Regions from separate parts of the Mus musculus genome. Here region 2 is linked to region 1. The links are chromatin contacts, called in public promoter capture Hi-C maps. All regions are on one chromosome and are shown on one strand. The core of a region is the stretch at or near the end of the contact, and the rest is flanking DNA. Distances in the headings are between cores, read along the strand shown. Region 1 holds the start of Folh1 (folate hydrolase 1). Region 2 holds the start of Tyr (tyrosinase).

Region 1 (2,877 bases), core at 297-2,796:
CCTAGTGTTCACTGTGAGATTAGGAAAGAACACCCTAGGCCTGAAATAACTCACAAGTAAGAAAGATAGAGGCCTGTGGTAGAGACAGAATACTAAGAAACTAACAAACTGGGTTATTGAACAGTGAAACCAAGGGATAGTGGGTGTAACAAAGTAGAAATGACTTGCTTTTAGGATATGTAGGCTTTTGAATCCCATGCTAACCGTTCCAAAACTTGATTCTCATTTCAAGCTGATAACAGAAACTCAATTTAATTCAATCTCATTGGGGCTCACAGCAATCATAGGTAATTACTGATATCTTTGTGTTTAGTTTGATTGAAGTCTCTGGCCAAAGGCTACACAATTGGTTCAGAGCCTGTCTTTACCAATGACATAGAAGTAATTCAAAATGCAGAGCAAAGACGGATGACTTGATGACAAGTTAGACTGGCCTGTGTACTAAAGTCCAGTAGGAAACAGATCCCTCATCAAAGACCCAAGTAGTTTTCTAGTAAAGCTCCTCCTGCTAAATAGTGTCCTATTATCTGTACGTTTCTCATTCAAGTTTCATCATAAATATGGGGAAAATTAAGGTTGAAAGAGAATGGGTAAATTTTTTTCACAGTAAACGAGAATTAGTGATACAAACTCTGAATTTGTAAATCAGCTATGCTCTGCTACTGATTTCTGATGCAGATGGTTTCTTACAGAGTTGGGCTAAATCTGAACTAAGGTCAGGAGGCTCCTGTTAAGGATGTGTTCAGGCAGTGCTGACAGTAATTCACATTTCCCAGAATGTCTCTCTGCTTGTCCAAGGAAGAATGTGAACAGAAAGAGAATCCTTTCACAGAGATGTCCTGGATGCCATGGTATCCTTGAAATTGACACAGGTAGGAGACAGGTGAACCTTCCCCCACCACGTCTCCCCAGCCTCCCCACCCCACCCCCAAAGGCAAAAGCCACTAAAACCAAGCTTACTGGTAGATCTGGATCAGCAGCCACTGGGAATCAGCACTGAGAAGGGTAGTGTCCTGCAGGGTCCCAATGGGTCAGACCTAATTCTAGTTACTGTTTCTGGTTTTTGTTTATTTTGTTTTGTTTTGTTTGTAATCTGACTTTAATCTATGCAATTCTATATACAGATAATTTATTCCTAATTCAATCCTGCTCAGACCCCAGGAAACCTCTGCTTAACTCAGATACTAAAGGTTCCTTCCTCCATGCAAATCACTGCACCCCGGGGAAGACCCGAAACCTCTCCTGCGGGAAGAGCAGCTACAAGAGTGCAGAAGCGAAGGAACAGGGAGATTATGCACTTTGCCATGCAAATGCACCATACCAAAGAGGAAGCCAATGAGGAAGGTTCCGGTTAAAGCCAGCACCAGTGTCCCAACACGGAGCCAGCGCTGGCGGTGTCCCAGGACCTCCGCGGAGTCTCTGTCCTGCAGTGCGTTCCACATCTCTGGCAACTTTAGTTTTCCTCAGCAGTTCTCTTCTACATCCACTGCAGAGATTCTGCGGGTTAAAATTTCCTCCCACTGCTATTCCCCTGGGAAATAGAAGTCTCTCCTAAGACTTTCTCCGCCCCCAAATTCTGGCGTACTGTGAGCCAATTGTAGTTAGGCTAAGGGAAACTGCCTACTCTGGCTTCTTTGGAGTGAGGCTTCAGTTTCTCTTTGAGACTTTATTGACAGGGGCTAAATAGAGAGATAAACAAGAATATCAGAAAGCAATGATAACTTGCCAAATAGTACAGCCTGTACTCAGAAAAGTATTGCAGAGTCCTTATACTTGCTTAATGATCCGTATTAACTTCAATAAACTTTGAGGAATGTGAGAGACTTAGTCCTGAAGAGCCAATACTTACACACATGAGTGAGCACTCTCCTTTCCCTGATAGTTCTCTGTCTGTTAATCCTGTGCTTTAGTCTCTGTTGAAAAATCTTCCTGATGAATTCCAACTCTACTAATTTTTTTTTGACATCTGAAATTCATGCCTCTTCCCCAAGTTATTTGTACATTAGTAGATAAATTAAAATGTGACCTGAATACTGTGTTAGAATGGCGGGTCGCGTCTCAACAGCACACTAGGCCAAGGGAGCTCCACGTGGAAGAGGTTTTATTGGGGGAATTAGAGAGAAGGAGGCGGCAGAAAGAGAAGAGGGGAAAGAGAGATGGAGGGGTGTTCTCCTTATTTATAGGGAGAGGTAAAGGTGGGAGGTGAGCCAAGTGGATGTTGGGAATATGGTGCCTGTTGCCTTGGCAACCGGTCTGAAGGTCACAGGTCAAGCTGTCCCCTATGTGATGTCCTAGGTTTGGGAGATCCTGATGCCAACAAATACCATCTTTCTTTTCTTAGTTCGGGAGTAATAGATTCAGATAGAAATACTGAATAAAGAAAATATGTTAGTTTAACTGCACATCTTTTTGAGATTTTCTTTTGATTTTTTTGGATAAGAGACAGGTTCTAGAAATATCTGGCCCAGACTCTAAACACCAAGAACAAAAACAATAAAATTAATGAAGTGATTTACATCTGTAGCAGAAAGGAAAGACAGCTCAATGCAGCTATCAATAGCAGCCTGAGGAGTTCCTTAATAATTATGAAGCTAGATCCTGGTAAAACTGGCTTTCACACAGAAAAGACCGACAACATATGTTAATAAAAGGCAGGATTCAGATTTATTAAAGGAATTTTCTAATTTAGAGTTTTAAGCACCAGGTTTAAAAGAAGGGAAAATTTCTAAAACAAGGTAACATGTACCTCAGCATGGGTGTGGCTTCTTGAATCAAGTTATAACTTCTTATTTCAATGCAATGTATGCCATTTTAGGTGGATTTTGAAGCTATAATCTTTAGAGTTTTGCTAGAAACACTAAATTACATAATAGCATA
Region 2 (2,948 bases), core at 123-2,622, 720 kb after region 1:
TGGATTTTACTGTTAATATTAATTTTAATATTACTCAGAAACATGAACTAAGATAATCTGGTTTCTCATCCATTCTTAAATAACTGAGTTACTGTTTATTCCAGATACCATAGGAGGTGCTAACAATACAGTGGTGAACCAATCAGTCCTTGTTTATAGCAGCTTAGAAATCTAACTAAGCTGTTAGATATTAAGACAAATAAGCACATAGATATTTGTTTAATAACAACTTTGAAGAGTTCTCAAAAGAGAAAAAGAAATCAAGAAGCATTAACATCTGTTAGTAAGGCACATTTTCTGCCCTGAGATATTATCAGAGATGCTCACAGAGCATGAAAATGTGGCTGCTGAAGTACCAGTCTTTGCAACTCTCTCTATATAGTGCATCTTACCTGCCAGGAGGAGAAGAAGGATGCTGGGCTGAGTAAGTTAGGATTTTCAGGGTGACGACCTCCCAAGTACTCATCTGTGCAAATGTCACAGTTTTCTGCATCTCTCCAATCCCAGTATGGAACAGTGAAGTTCTCATCCCCAGTTAGTTCTCGAATTTCTTGTTCCCACAATAACAAGAAAAGTCTGTGCCAAGGCAGAAACCCTGGTGCTTCATGGGCAAAATCAATGTCCCTCCATATTTCAGAGCCCCCAAGCAGTGTGTCCCTTGACACATAGTAATGCATCCATACAAAGAGGTCGTAGATGTTGATATCATTAAACATGGGTGTTGACCCATTGTTCATTTGGCCATAGGTGCCTGTGGGGATGACATAGACTGAGCTGATAGTATGTTTTGCTAAAGTGAGGTAAGAAAAGAACTTATTCTTTTCGGAGACACTCAAATCAAAAATGTTTCTTCTAATCAAGACTCGCTTCTCTGTACAATTTGGGCCCCCAAATCCAAACTTACAGTTTCCGCAGTTGAAACCCATGAAGTTGCCTGAGCACTGGCAGGTCCTATTATAAAACACAGAGGGCCAGGACTCACGGTCATCCACCCCTTTGAAGGGGAACTGAGGTCCAGATGGTGCACTGGACAGAAGGATATCCTGGCAGGAACCTCTGCCTGAAAGCTGGCCGCAGGGACTCCCATCACCCATCCATGGTGGGCAGCATTCTTTTGCCAACAAGTTCTTAGAGGAGGCACAGGCTCGAGGAAAATGGCCATCAGAGATCTGGAAACTCCACAGAAGGCAATACAAAACAGCCAAGAACATTTTCTCCTTTAGATCATACAAAATCTGCACCAATAGGTTAATGAGTGTCACAGACTTCTTTTCCAGCAACCCCTGGAGTGACTATCACATGTTTTGGCTAAGACCTATATAACCACTCCCCTTCTTACATCAAATACTCTCAGCCTGTTTTACACTAAGCTTTTATCTTCTGCAAAGCACATGACTAACTTTTTCTTGGAGTTTGTACATAGCCCATAGTGAGGTAACTAAATTGAAGGAAGATATATTATTCTAATTGATATGAAATTAATAATAATTGGAATTTGCAAATGAGAAGTAGTATCAAGAATACATCATCTCTTATGAATAAAGGTCATGAAACATCTAGATTCTGAATACAAGCCTGTTGTATTTAGAGATCATAAGTAGACAATAACATTTATAGAACTCATTTTGTCAAAAATTTTTCTTCAGAACTCAGAATATTGCTTATATCTGGCTAAGCTGAGCTTATTTATTTTATAAAAGTAATCAGTCTAAAATAGTTGCCTCTCATTTTTCCTTGATTATCTTGAATTGATTATTCCAAAGATATCTTACTTTGTTACTTTGTTATTTTGGTGAACTGCTTCAATGCATAAAGTTTCTAGTTAAGAAAACACCTCTCTCTCTCTCTCTCTCTCTCTCTCTCTCTCTCTCTCTCTCTCTCTCTCTCTCTCTCTCTTCCTCTCTCTCTCTCTCTCTCTCTCTCTCTCTCTCTCTCTCTCTCTCTCTCTCTCCTTCATTCTTACTCTATCTCTCTTTTATTATTTTGCTCATAAAATGTGGAAGTGAGTAATGGACTTACTGGATGGTTTGAATAGCACTGCTCCATGAAAGAAGGATAATGAGAATGGTCAAGAAACAAACGTCTCTTTGGAACTCCCTTCTCTATGCTGCTTCATACTAAAAGCTGAGTGGTTCTTTTAATTTATACTGTAGGAGAAAGGAAGTGAAGGTTTGAGGAAACCGTTTATCTGAACACTGGGGCTGCGGAAATCTAGGAAAATCATTGCTTTCCTGATAATGCTGGAATGTCAGCCTGCTCTGCTTCTTTTCTTCCCTAGGGTTTGTTTCAGTATTTAAAATGTGTTGACTGCTCCATAGGATTCTCTTGAGATTCAAGGCAGCCTTGGCAGGTAGAAAGAACAGTGTGTGGGTGCAGGAAAGAGAAGTTTCCATGGAGATTTTGTCTCTTGCTGGAATAAGGAAGCTCTCACATGATTTCCTTCAGGAGTCTTAGTCCTTTTTTGTTTTTCTTCTCTTAAAGCCCATAGTAGATTAACACAGGACCTCGTTCCCCTGGGGACTTTTTGTTATGTATTACTTGTAGCTACATGGGGCCTTTTGTAACTCTTTCCCACCTAGTTGCAGGTGGAATCCAGCTTCTCCTGTTAAACTTAATTAACAACTTTTTCTTTCCCTTGTTCTACTATCAGGCATCTTAGCAAAATTGCTCAGAAAATCCTCATCACTCTTTCTAAGGGCTTTCCCATGCTCATTTTCTAAGGGCTTTCCCATGCTCATTTTCAAAATCTGTAGAGCCTCATGAGAGGAATGACTGAAGTGTAGTTTGCTGTCTTTGTTTTCTTCATAGGACTGATTCTCTTAAATTAAAAGTTCTCTTTATTCCTCTGCAATGTAATCTACAGTCTCCACCAACTTATTTACATGACAATCTTATCACCAGTCCTGCTCTTTCTATGTAAGTATTCATTTACACATTTTTCCCTTGTA

Evidence for each region. Promoter capture Hi-C pulls out the DNA fragments that hold promoters and counts their contacts.
Region 2: a promoter capture Hi-C map of liver shows a contact between it and region 1, with 2.6 times the contacts expected there. The contact joins the promoter of Tyr here to the promoter of Folh1 in region 1. A contact is called at or near these places in 3 of 39 promoter capture datasets (the 3T3-L1 cell line, hippocampal neurons and liver).

The regions. Positions count from the first base shown.
Region 1 is chr7:86,774,318-86,777,194 of GRCm38.p6, forward strand. It overlaps Folh1 (folate hydrolase 1), which reads right to left and starts at 1,547. Exons shown (of 19, transcript NM_016770.3): 1 at 1,322-1,547. The coding sequence starts at 1,442.
Region 2 is chr7:87,492,140-87,495,087 of GRCm38.p6, forward strand. Tyr (tyrosinase) reads right to left here and starts at 1,373. Exons shown (of 5, transcript NM_011661.5): 1 at 393-1,373. The coding sequence starts at 1,211.